Regions from separate parts of the Callithrix jacchus genome. Here region 1 is linked to region 2. A link is a contact called in public Hi-C data. All regions are on one chromosome and are shown on one strand. Each heading gives the region's core, a stretch centred on a gene start, on an enhancer-like site or on the middle of the called end of the contact. The rest is flanking DNA. Distances are from core to core; before and after follow the strand shown. Region 1 holds the start of LOC108592611 (a long non-coding RNA gene). Region 2 overlaps FGGY (FGGY carbohydrate kinase domain containing).

The links. Hi-C and Micro-C count contacts between places; a contact is called where the count stands out from the background.
Region 1: a contact with region 2 is called in a Hi-C map of skeletal muscle, with 4 times the contacts expected there. The contact joins two enhancer-like sites. A contact is called at or near these places in 2 of 3 Hi-C or Micro-C datasets (both in skeletal muscle).

Annotation. Positions count from the first base shown.
Region 1 is chr7:96,725,981-96,732,385 of calJac240_pri, reverse strand. All of the region lies in intron 15 of FGGY (FGGY carbohydrate kinase domain containing), which reads right to left. LOC108592611 (a long non-coding RNA gene) reads left to right here and starts at 1,559. Exons shown (of 6, transcript XR_013520136.1): 1 at 1,559-1,631. Within about 2 kb of position 4,900, at least 2 of the 16 cell types and tissues checked have an H3K27ac peak or open chromatin away from gene starts, as enhancers often do. A contact at or near this core is called in skeletal muscle, where this site is marked.
Region 2 is chr7:96,492,261-96,499,236 of calJac240_pri, reverse strand. The region is part of intron 5 of FGGY (FGGY carbohydrate kinase domain containing); the gene reads right to left. Among named protein-coding and RNA genes, the nearest start is that of FGGY, 120 kb to the right of the region's middle. Within about 2 kb of position 1,651, at least 1 of the 16 cell types and tissues checked has an H3K27ac peak or open chromatin away from gene starts, as enhancers often do. A contact at or near this core is called in skeletal muscle, where this site is marked.

The DNA of each region.
Region 1 (6,405 bases), core at 3,651-6,150, 230 kb before region 2:
ATGTGGGACTCAGACTCAAGTCTTCTGAGGCCAAGTCCAGAGTTTGTTCCACCCTTGGAAGATGGGTCTCTCTAATATGACTATAGCACGATTAGCCTAGCTGAGGCAGAGGAGAGAGGTTTACAGCATCAGCTTGGCATTCAGTCGGTGTGGCTTTTAAAGTGACTCAACATCTGCCATGAATTAGACTTCCTGTTGCCATGGTGATAGTTTATTATTGCTAGGCTGATAAGATGACCAATGCAAGAAGACTATCTTCCTCTTTTTCCCTCCAACTCTACAGCAAAGTTTCTCCCCACCTTTTTTTTTTTTTTTTTGGTCCTCTCATCTAACATAGTGGACCTTTTGCCATATGATAATGATATAGTAGTTCCTAAATTGGGAACCCTGTTGGACTCCTGATGATAATCTTTGGAGTTAATGAGAATTTTTTCCTTTTGCTTAAAACAGAGGATTTGTCAGACCAACTTTGGTTCAATTCAATTCATCTCTGACACTCATTAGCTCTCTGATCATGAACAAATTATGTAATTATCTTCCCTGGACCTTAGTTTTTCATTTGGACTAAGTGATAAGGAAGCCTAACTGGCAGTGTAATTTGGAGAATTTTCTGTAATAAATACAAAGATGTCAGCAATGTAGAGGGTAATCAAGAAATGACAGAAGTTATGATAATTAAAATAATAGTAGTGATTATTTATAAAGAGGTGAGATGAGACAGAGATTTAGAGTTGGGAGTTGGGGTCATTTACTTCTGTTCATGTACCAATAATTCTAATTTTTCCTTCCATTGAACCTTTTCTTTCCCTTTACAGCATTTAACCCAAGATATATTTATTTGTACTCTTTTTAACTGTCTCTTCCAGTCAACTGCAGACATGTTAAGGATTAGGATAGTTATTTTGCTTATCATTATACCTAGGGGGGTATTTGTTGAATGAATGAACACATATTTACCAAGCAGCTACTCTATGTCAGGCTCCGGCTTAGCCTTTGGAGATACAAAAATCACTTGAGCAAGATTCTTACTCTTGAGGCATTTGCATAAGAGGTCTGTGAAAATAACAAAAATAAAGTAACTGAGGCATTCATCTTTGAATCCAAAAGGGTTTTTTTTTTACAAATCCAATGACATAAATGGAATTAAATCTTCAGTAATCTTTTAGCATGAAGGACTGATGTTGGGGTGGTATGGATTATCTCAAGGCTCTAAGTACCAAGAAGAATTCAAACTGGTGGTGTTAAGTCCCCAAAGTAATCAGACTTCCCCTTTGAAACATACAGTTAAAAAAAAGAACAAAAAAGAAAGGGAAGGCTTTTCTGAGGGCCAGCTCATTGACTCCTCCCAGAACAGTCTGATCCCCTCTGCTAGTGAAGCAAGAGGTCAGATCCCCAGACGGAAAATCAATCTCCAAGAGTGGCTGGATAGAATTTCTAATTCCCCAGTGCCACGACACGCAGTCTGTTTCCAGCCAAGGAGAATGAGGCCCAGAGGCGTTAGCTTTCCCAACCCACTGTACATGATCAGGTTAAGCTGACACCCCTCCCTGCCTGGAGCACACAGTGTCTGACAGTCACACAGACAGGCACAGCGGTCCCATGGTGAGGCCTTCCAACCTGCTTTTCTCAAGGTAGGCTAGGCTATTTTGAAGTGACTTTATTACTGAATTATTAAGTATCATTATTAAACATTTTAAACATTTTGGGTTATTTCCTTTGAAAAGATCTAGTCCAGTGCTTATGTTCAGCAGAGACCCTCCAAGGCTGCCAGGCAGTGGGGAAAGAGGGTGTGATAAATAAGCCAGAGGCACAGTTCACCTTCTGTTTTATATATTGGCCTCCCAAAGGTTCCACTGCTTTATATTTTTGAAAACCGGAACCTGATTCTTTCAGTTTAAAGATGAGGAAACTGTGTCCCAAAGATGTAGACCTCTTGTTCCAGGTCATACACTGAGTTACTAGTAATGGAACAGACTCTAATGACTGAGGAGTCAGTCTTTGAAAAATTAGAGCAAGTGAGAATCATTAAGGAGCAGTTTAGAGTCAGAGCTAATGTGCACAAGTAAGATTGTTTCTGGAGACACAGATCAGATTTTACCTGCTAGCAACTTTAAAACTAAGTCCATACCCAGCAGTGCCACTGCTTAAGTGGCTGGCTTTCTGTGTAACTAGTCATAGGTGGCTGCTTTCTTAGCCAGCTTCAGGGAGATTACAAAGTCTCTGTAAAACTTCACCTCCAGTCTGCTGCAACACACACGTATCCAGCACCGACTACTTCCTAAGGATGAGTAAGACTTGGATTCTTATCTGGAAGCTCACACTTGAGTACGGTCAGCAAACACGGCAACGTCTAAGGCCAGAGCGAGATATGGGCACATAGGGGTAGGGCTGTACAGAGATGGGCCTCACCAAGGTGAGTTTCCCAGAGGAACTTTACAGAAATGGGTTTCAGTATTTCATAGTGAACTGACCACAGAGTTAGAAAATCTGGGTTCGTATCTGAGCTTCACCTCTTACTAGCTATCTAACCACAGGGAAGCACTTGCTGTCTTTGTGATTCAGGTTCCTTGTGTGCAAAGTACAACTAATATCAGGGTCTTATGGGATCGTTGTGAGGACTAAGTGAGTGAATAACCAAAAAGGGCTTAAATGACAGCTGGCACATACTAAATGAATCCCCCCTCATTTTTAGGGGCCCCTTGAAGACAGGAGTCCTAGTGCCCCACCATACTATAATATGCTGGAAACTCACAAAGGCCTGCTCTTTCCTAGTCATTGAAACACTTGCTTCAATCTCCATTTTAGGATTTTCTATAAATTTCTCCTCCAGCCTCTGTAGTGGTTAGTCAATTTACTGAGATAAAGACAACTGCAACAGTCCAATTATCCAAACCAGTCTGGTTTGCCAAGATCCCTCTTCATCAGAGACGCTGACAGGTGAAAATGAGAGAGCCAACTTGGTAGGAATTTCACTGCCATCAACTCCATCCAACATACAGGCTCCTCCAGGGCTAGGTGTCAGGGAGGGGGCTGGGGGGAGGGAGGAGGGTTTAGATTTTGAGCTGGTACAAAGTGGCTTGCTCCCCATCTCTCAATGACATTGCTTCAGAAGGTGCCTTCTCCATCCTGAAATTCTCCAATGTCTTATTTTATAACACTCTGTATGCAAAGGAACTGTTGTGAAAGAGGATAGCATTTCTAGGGATATTTAAAGAGTATTCCCCTTCTATTTCAGAGACTCTTCAAAACTGTTAGAGATAAGTAATAAACTTTTATTATTACTCACAGGTTGACTTTTTTACAAGCTATTTTTTTTTGAAGCAGAAAGCAGTATTATCTAAGAAGCACTTAATGTTGTTAATTTTTTTTAAAGTGAGACTATCAGCTTGCAACATTTTTTTAAGACAGTTAAAGGATGAGGGAATACTGAGCAACAGGTACTCCCAAGACTGCTGATCAAATTCCTAATTGATCTGTTTGTGGTTAACAACCCTCACCTGTAATCAGCTGTGGTCCTATGTATCCAACTTTCTCTTTCACTACTCCTGAACTAGGACCTTTCCCAGGAGTTACGGTTGATCTCCGTTCTGTCTGCATCTGTTCCTTTGCTCTCACCAGCACCTCTATCTAAAAAGCCCTTTTCCTGCTGGTTTTCTACCTTTCCTAAGTTAATGTTTCCACTCCAGCCCATTTCAAGCCCCATTTCTTACACAAAACCAGGTTTCTCTTTCCTGCTGGTAGTCACTACCAGAGAGTAGATTATGCATTGGCACTCTCTGGTTTCAGGTCACTTTACATATACTTCTCTAACCCAACTGTCTGTTCCTGGAAGATGGGGAACCTGGCCTTGCTCCCCAACCTTTAAAAAAATTTCTAAGCTGGGTGGGGTGGTTCACACCTGTAATTCCAGCACTTTGGAAGGCCAAGGTGGGTGGATCACCTGAGGTCAGGAGTTCGAGACCAGCCTGGCCAACATGGTGAAAACTCCATCTCTATTAAAAATATAAAAATTACCCGGTGTGACGGGGGCACCTGTAATCCCAGCTACTCAGGAGGCTGAGGTAGGATAATCATTTGAACTCAGGAGGCAGAGGTTGCAGTGAGCCAAGATCACGCCACTGCACTCCAGCCTGGGCAACAGAGTGAGACTCCGTCTCAAAAAAAACAAAAAACAAAAAACACAACACTTGGTCTTATACTACATGTAGTCCAGTTCTTGGATGTCACCAAGTGGAAAGAGCATGTGCTTGGGGACAGAAAAACCTGCATTCAAATTCTAGGTTGAATATAAACATTCAGTGTGAACTTGGGTAAGTTCCTTTACTTTTTTGAGTCTGCTTTCTCATCTGTAAAAAATGAACACAATAAACTTTCCACATAAACCTGTTCTGAGAATTAGGTGAATAAGGTTGAATATTGTTTCTGTAAGGTCATTTCTATCATACCAGGGTAATATGAATTATGTATGCAGTTTTCTTATTATCTGCTTTAAAACTGACAAAAAGCTTAGAAAACTCTGAGGAACAGATATAAGTTCAATAAACACAGGTTCCAGGATATACAAATGTAAGTTGCTAAGACTACTTCTTAATAGTAGTGTGACTCTGGGCAAATCACTTGCCCTCTCTGAGCCTCCATTTCCTTATTTGGGGTATGAGAATAATCACATACCTATTATAGTGACTCACCTAGAATAGTGAATGGTCCAGGGCTCTGGCTCAAGAAAGAGGAGTTCCTATTCCTTATGACTAGACACTACCTCGTACTGCGCTTGGCTATGACTTGTACTGAAGTCTTGTCTCCTCAGAGAGGGGTAAGCTACCTGAGGTTCCAGGCCTCAGTGCCAAACTCAGTATTGGCAGTATTCATCAAAGATGCTTAGGGCAATTTCTTGTCTTTTGAGCTTTAGTTAGTACATCTCTGTGATAACCAGCCATCCCTTCTCCAGTTGGCTTGGCTCATTCCAACATGGAGAGGAGAAGTGAATTCTCTGTAAGGACTACTGTCTCTTAGTATTTAAAAGCAGTGATAGCAGTCAGAGTCCAGTCACAATAGCTGAAACTATGCTAGGTCTTTCAACAGCAGGAATTAAATATAAGAATTTAGTTTCATTGGTGACATAAGAAACTTAGAAGCCAAACAGGTTGTTGAAGCCACACACAGGTTACCAACAGCAGACAGCTGCTACCCCTCTTAGGAATCAAGCGATGATAGGAGGCAGTGGTGGGACCAGAGCCAGGAGCAGGGAATGTCAGCCTAGAACAGAAACCAAAGAAAAGCTGAGTGGCCAGAACTGGGACCTGAGAGAGTCTGGGAGCTGGAATCAGACAGAAGATGCAGCTGCTGCTGTAGCGAAGTGGAGAAATGACCTAACTTCTGCCTGCATGTCATTCTCCTACCAGTATCTCCCCTTGGCCAAACCTGCCCAGAGGTCGGGTGCAAGAGAACCTAGAAGTGTAATACACAGCAGAGCAGGGGAAGAGGCACTTGCCGAGAGCAAACAGGCAAAGGACCAGCCCAGCTATCTTTCAGTAATGTATGTAAAGCATTAATACAGCATGTAATTTATAGTCAGCTAATAGTAATGATAGTTATCATCATAAATATTACTAAAACTTTGTATACCTCTCATTGAGAGTTTATTTGTACCAGTAACTGTGCCAAATACTTTATACATATCATCTAATTTTCACAACAATTGCATAAGGTAGGCGCCCTTAATAGTCTTATTTTTATACATATGAGTAAGTAGGCTTAGAGAGGTAAAAGGACTAATCCGGTGCACAGCGACAGGATTTGAAATACAGCCCAATTTATTACTTATAATATGAATCATACTGCTAATAGTAAAAGACAGGGTACTAGATAAGCTGAACATGAAACTCCTCTCAATTACTGAAGACCTATATTTCCAGGGCTGAGAGCCTAGAACACTCTGTGAGCATTAAGTTTGCCCTTAAAAAAAGTAGAGATTAAAAAAAAATAGAGCATAGCAGACCATCTTTCAGGCAAAATATTTCATAGGGTAGCAGTTGTCCAAATGAAAAAAAAAATGCATCACTTAATGTGGTTTATAAAAGTCCACAGTGTTCTCTCTTAAAGGCAACAGGGTATTTTTGCTATGAGGATTCCAAGTTCAGCAGTCTCTGTGGGCTTGCTGTTTACTGATATTTGATATGCTTCAACATCTGTTGCCCTTCTCGATTGATGGGTGCTTCATTTTAGCACTTCTCTGATGCCAGGCCGGTAAAAAGCTTTAGTACTGAAGTCCTGTGAGATACTCCTAGGTCAGTAAAACAGCTTTGTTTGCAAAGCTGGCCAAAGGAAGAAATATTCATGGAAAAAAGGTGAAAGGACATGCTATCTATCTACCAAACTGGGTATTCTTGGTTATATCCCTAGGTC
Region 2 (6,976 bases), core at 402-2,901:
GTCCTATTCTGACCAAGTCCCATTCTGAAGTTATCCAGGAGCCAAGGAGTTGCTTCATTAAAGCAAAAGATGCTCTATCACTTGGGAAACTCCAAGGGATTTAGGAGCTCTGTTAGGAGCCAGAGTCAAAGTCTAAACAGTACAACAAAAGATGCTCCTAGAACTCCAGTCACTCAGGAAATTACAATGCTTTTAGGAGCTCTATGTCAGGAACCTGGATAACAAATAAAACTATATTTGTTATTAGTCACAGCACTAAAAGGGAAAAGGTGAGTTCCTTCTTCATCTATTATCCATCTTACTGCCTGGAAGGAAGCTGTGGTTGAAAGCCACTTTGGATCATGCAGAAAGGGACATCATGTTAAGCACAGTACAATGCAGAAAGTACCTGGGCTCCTGGATGATCTCATGGAAAGCATCTATGTCTGGACTATCCAATAAAGAAATAATCTAATTTATTTAAGCCACATCTAGAACTATAGCCTAATAATACAGAAGCATAGGAGTCGGAGGTACAGGCCAATTAAGAAAGGGCATTACTAGCAGAAAAATCACATGTGCAAAAATACAGAGTTGAAAGAGAATAAAAAGATCCATGGGGATTGATCCATGGCAGTATGACAGGAGGTGAGATTGGAGAGTCAGGGAGCAGCTAGATCACACTGCACCTTATATTCCTTATACTGGGAAGTTAGGACTTGTTTCCTGCCTGCAGTGGGATACTACTAAAGAGGTCAAATAGTTAAATACTATCAGATTTTCCTTCATCAGATGTATGAAGTATTGTTTTGGTGGGGGCGGAAAAGACAGGGGCAGGTAGGTGACGTGGGGTAGAAGTTGGAGGAAAGGCCAAGATGACTGGACTCAGGGCGCCCAGTTAGAAGGGCAATGGATCCCAGTGATATCTGAAGCAATATAATAGATCGTCCCCCTCACTTAAGTAACAGTAATGGATATGGAAGATATGGATATACCATCAAGGTTTCTTGTTTGAGTTACTGTATCACAGCACCTTTACCATGATAGAAAACATAGAAAGAAAAAGTGAATTTATTTAGGAAAAATGAGTTGCGCCTGGGGTGTCTATGGGCTAGCAGGTAGGGCTGTTTAATGATAAGCTTGCCCTTAAGGCTGGAGCTCAGGAGAGGTGCAAGGCTGACATTCAGATAAGTCATTACTGATGAGTGCTGTCTGAAATCATGGGAAGGCATGACATTTTGTTGTACTCTGATGACACTGAGATATATGACCAACTGCATTCAGGTAAAGTTCTACTAGCAAATGGAAAAAGTGTATCATCTCCTTTCCATGTTTGTTGTGAACCAAGAGATTTTTATTAAGTCTACATCACAGAGAATAGAGGCAGCTGGGCAAAGTCTCAAAATAGAAAAATGCTAGTATAAAATGGGTCCTTATGAGAAACAATACTCAGCTTAGACCACAGCCTGCTTCTAAAAAAAAAATCCTGATTGGAGCCTACCTTAAGTATGCAAGCAGGGCCTGTGAACATACATGACACCTGCAAAATCCATTCATGTCTTCCAGTGTGGTATGAAATGTCTCCCTGCACTAGGATTTTGCACCAAAAAAGACATAAAATGAATCCAACTCCAATATTCAGGGTGGCTTGCACCAAAATGTACCACAGAGAACATTCAGATATAGCTTTCAAGGCCCCTGGAGCAATACTTTGTTTTAAATAGAAGTAGGCGTTGACATCACTGTGAAAGATTTGCCAGTGGCTCCAGTTATCACAGGGCAGAAAAAAACAAGTTATTATTTTCTCCCCAATTATGGCTAATTCTTTGCAAGTTAATTCTTGGCTTTTCTAAAATGGGATGAGAAAATTAGCTGTTCACATGCAAAACTGAAGATACAGGACCCAGCAGGAGCTTATGGCCTGGGATTTATTCCTGATTACTTTTTAAAGTGTGAGGAAGGGGCAGGAAGTGGTGTTTTGATTTAGGCACCATTTAGCCAAGTGGAGAGAAAAATCTCCCTTCAGCCCTGAAACAGGATCATGCAGCTATAAAATTTATTGGACACAACTGAGGGAAGGGTGTTGGGTAAAAAGAATCAAAGAAAGAACTATGGGCTGAGTTCAGAAGGGCGAAACAAAATCTGCACCTGTTGTCACTCACTTATTACTCCAGATCTCCCAGGCAGCTTAGATTTAAACCAGACAGTCCTGAGGCCCAGCCTAGCCAATACTGGCCTATTTATTAGCACAGAATAAAATATGTGTGTCATGTGTCTGTGTGCATGTGTATACATGCACATGTGCACACCTGTGTAGGCATGGATGCACATGCATGTGTGCTGGAAATAAACTGAGAGGGAGGAGGCCTGGAGGAGACAGACTTAAGAGTTGTGTGTGTATTGGGGAAATGAGGAGACAGCAAACTTTGCCAGTAAATTACTTTAGCCTAGAAAATGCAAATTCCAGATTCCCTGATATTTGCAATTTGAGGGTTGGATTTTCATGTCTGTTTTGATCAAATCCCCAGAATAGTCTTCACCAAGGAAAGCAATAGCACCAAATGAATTGAGTCGATTTGAAAGAAATTTACCCAAGGAAAAAAATCAAGAGGAAAAACTATTTCTATAAAGAAAGATCCCACCTGTACTCTGAAGATCTGTTTCCACATGAACTTTAAATCTCCTCATGTATATTTATTATTTTTTAACCTCTAAGTTTCTAATATAGGAAAAAAAACAGAATTATTGAAATTAACTTTACCAGGACTACCAAGAGATTTACTTTGCTAAACATCAACTCTAGGTCATCTATTTGGCATATCACTTCTCTTCAACCTTTTACATTCAGTGCAGCCATACATGTGATTGTCTTGTACTTCAGTTTGCAAGAGCGTGAAAAAAGATGTCTGCTACATGGGTGGTGATCACAATGAGTGGCCTGCTACTCATCATATTTACTGAGCACTCCTAGATTAGAGAAAGCCCCAACCAGAGAAAGGTGTACAGCAAGTAAGGTTTCCTCCTCTTTCATTCTAGTAGGCAAGGGCCAGGATTTTCACCAAGTTCTGGATAATAGAACAGACATAAGTGAGAGGGATCCTCATGCCGCCTTTCATATTCAAAAGCACCTCCAATGCTATCTTATGGTCCACTTGATACTCACTTGTACCAAAACCAATAGGTGCCATCATAGACTTCAGAGGTGGGCAGTCTTCAGCTTAAATCCCAGCCACATGACCTTGGGGCAACATAATATAAACATATACTGAGTGCTATTGACATCTTGGGCACTATAGGATGCTTTACCTGGATTATTTCCTTTGAACTATTAAAAGCTATGACCCATTTCTCAAATAAGATAACTGAGACTTAGAGAGTTAGATAAACTGCCCCAAGGTCATGTGCACCTTCCTCAAATACGGTATGCTCAAAAGAACTGGGCAAGCAGACATTAATGAATCTCTCAATCATCTTTCTAATTTCTGTGTACTTATAGGCAAAGCCATAACATTGGCATCTATGATCATACTGAGTTATTTTTCAGTTGGAAAGTAGTATAGGGTGGCAGTTCAACACTTGGGTTTTGGAGGCAAACACACTGGGGTATGAATTCTAGCTCCATCACCTATTACCTGAGTGACCTTGGGCAAGTCATTTAATCACTATGAGCCTGAGTTTCCCTAAGCATAAGGATAGGGATTAAGTGATATAATATACATATGGTAAACTCTCAACTAAAGTCTGGTTGCATGTTCCTCATCATTGTTAATAGATTCCTGAGTAATTTTTAAGACTCGAAATGTTTCATGATCCCTCTAATATCACTTGCAAGATACTTGGAATCATAAAATCACAGAGGCAGAAATGATCATCAAGTCCCATAATTCCAGGCAGATGTGCCACCATCACATACTTGGCAAACATCGATAGTTTACTGCTCTTTCTTACTTAGCTGAGATTGGCTTCCCAATCATCCCCACACTGTACTCTGGACAGCAATTTCCAATCAGTAAGACTGAGAGCTAATCTATCTGCTGTCCTCAATCCAGTCCTACCATCCTACATAAGAAATGAGGAAGTGGAAGGCCTTTGGGGTTAAGCAACTGGAAAGTCCCGTACCTAGTAAGTGACAACCCCAGCCCCTGAATGTAGACCACCTAACTCCTCATGCAGTGTTATTTCCATCTCCCACTCTGCCTCTCCAAGCTACCGACACATTTTCAGGGAAATGACGGAAGGTACTTTGACTGCCTCGTCTTCTTCCTTAGGGCTACACAGAGGTGTTGCTGCACTTAGCAGATTAAGTGTCATCTAATTCAGACAGGCCCCCTTCTGCTACCGGTACAGTGGAAGGGGGAAAAATAAAGCATCTCTCAAATGCTTTGATTGAAGACAGAGACTACAGATGTTCCTGGCCAACTCTGATTCTCGGGAGAATGAGCAAAAAGAAATTCCCCAGTCCAGAGAGCCTGCACTGAAATTTAAGCTACAGCAATGTGAGTCATTTCAGCTAAGGAGGGGATGCAAGCTAACTAACTCTTACTCTTACCTCCACCATCTCGTGTCTCATTCGGTCATGAGTAAAGCAGGAGCTATGCAGTTAGTGTCACCAAGAGATCAGTGGCTGCCTGATGCCATCTGTTTCTGTCAGGCAGGCAGATTCCCAGCATGCACTGGTTCCAACTGGATTTTTGTGGGGAGGGAGGCAGCAAGGGCCACAGCTGCTGTCACCAGACAGGGAGGCGCCTTCTCTTCACCTTTGTCCTGGGTGCCCGCTATGGACCTGAGTTCCCAGCTGTCTTTGTGGCTAGAGTCTCTTCTTGCCTGACTCAGAATATTAAATGTGCCCTCTTTCCAAAGGGAGAATTGAAAACCTTTTTTGTGTGTTTGTTGATTCATATCTGTGATAGGAAGAGGTGGGTGAGGTAGAAAGTCAGGCTTATCCTCTTTTGCAGGTGGCACCATCTGTTGAAAGATTTTTATGCTTGGCCTCTGAAAAAGGTTTCAAAACAAAATAATAATCATGATCATAATAACCAAACCTGTATAAGCATTGCCTGGCCTGGCTGACAGAATTACAGGCAACCATAATTTTTTTTCAATGTTACTTTCATCCAAAGCAACTTAGATTACCACAACCATCTCATCCATCTGTTCAATAAATATTTACTGCAACCAAGGTTCTAGATACAGTTCTAGGCACCGGGAGCAAGCAGGCAGGTCCCTGACTTCATGGAGCAAAAGTAAACAATATGCTTCCAGAGAGTAGTAAGTGCTAGGAGGACATAAACATATTAACATAGGGAAGGCCTGTGAGTTAGAAATTCAGGGACAGCGTCTCCAACAGAGGAATGTCTGAGGTGAGACCAGGCTGGATAACAATGATAAATACACTATCATTTTTTGAAATTAAAACATTGTGAAATTTATCACAATCCTGAATCACTGGTATTTCAGAGGGTCAAATATTGTTATTCCAGACATCAGTCAGCAACTTCATTCATTCTCCTCGGACTCTTCCAACTCAATTCCTCCCTGCTTCCCCTTCCCTGGGTCCCCTTCCCATCCTGGATATCCCAGTGGAAGCCTTCCAGGACACTCTATGCCATGGAGCTCTGTAATTCCATGCCCCCAACCCATTTCTGCTAGGGAAAGGGAGGAATTCAACCCCAGAAGAGCCATTTCTTCTGAACTAGAAAGGACAGAAATCAAAATTATGGGAACTGAAAGCTGCTGACTAAAAGTAGAATTGCCCAGAGGTGGTGGTGCTGGAAACTCAGGTAGAATTGGCTGGGAGGTGGGTGTGTTAAATGCCCTCCACCCTTCTCCATGCAGGAGACAGGAGCTCTAAGGGTAATCCAGGACAGAGGGAACTGATATCAAAAGCAGTATTCCACTGGTGTCCAGAGAAAAGTTTTGTATCATGTTCCTAAGTTTTTGTATTTGAAATTTATTCAATTTCACAATTTTTATTTATTTCATAAATAAAAATTTATGAATTATAAACGCTCTTAAAATAATATTCCTTGGAATTATGTGGAATAAACACTGAAAAACCAATTCCATTATTTGGCTCCAATACCACCACAGGATAAGGAGTCAGCTGATGTTCTGAAAAATGAAAACAGTCAGAGGAAAAGAATCTCAGTCAAAGGGAACAGTAAATTCAAAGAACCTGAGTCAGAAAAGAACTTGACATGCTCAAGGAACCCAAAAGAAGCAGAGGTGGCTAGAAAACAGTGGGAAGAGGAAAGATGGTACAAGACAAAGTAGAATTAGAGGCGAGAATTATGAGCATGAATGAGAGCTTTAACTCCAGTGACCATGGGAATACAGGCAGCGCCTGTAGAAGGAAAGGCAGGGAATGTGGTTTGTAACTGGAAGAGTAGCTCTCATTTTTCTACCAAAACAGAAAGCTCATTTCTGTTTCCCTCCTCTACTCGTTTTGTTCACCCTGCCAGAAAAGCCTTCCCTTCACAAGTGTAATGGTAGGGGCAAGATCTATATATCAGATAATTTGAGGGCACATAACCACTTCCAATTTTCCAATGTTAAAAAAGTACAAAACTGTGACATAAATCCCCAAAACACATTTAAAAGGCCACAAAAACACTGGAATCTATTATAATTCTAATTGTTCTGTGCCAATATAATAATCATGCAAATTTAATCAAATTTAACTATGTCATCCAAATAATCCATGTTTCCCAGGTATATAATCTATATCTAGATATCAGCTTTTACTTACCATTTATTGAGAGCCTAATGTCTGCTAGGCATTATGCTACATGCTTTATATATGGTATCGCTTTTATTGCTCATAAGAATATTCTAAGGAAAGTAATATTGATCTCATTTAATGGGCAAGGAAACTGAAACTCAGAGATCTTAATATCACATAACAGATAAGGGAAAGAGTCCAAATTTGATCCTAGATGTCTTTGGTCTTAAACCCATATTCTTTCCAATAGAGCAAGAGCCTTTCTAAAAGTCTAAC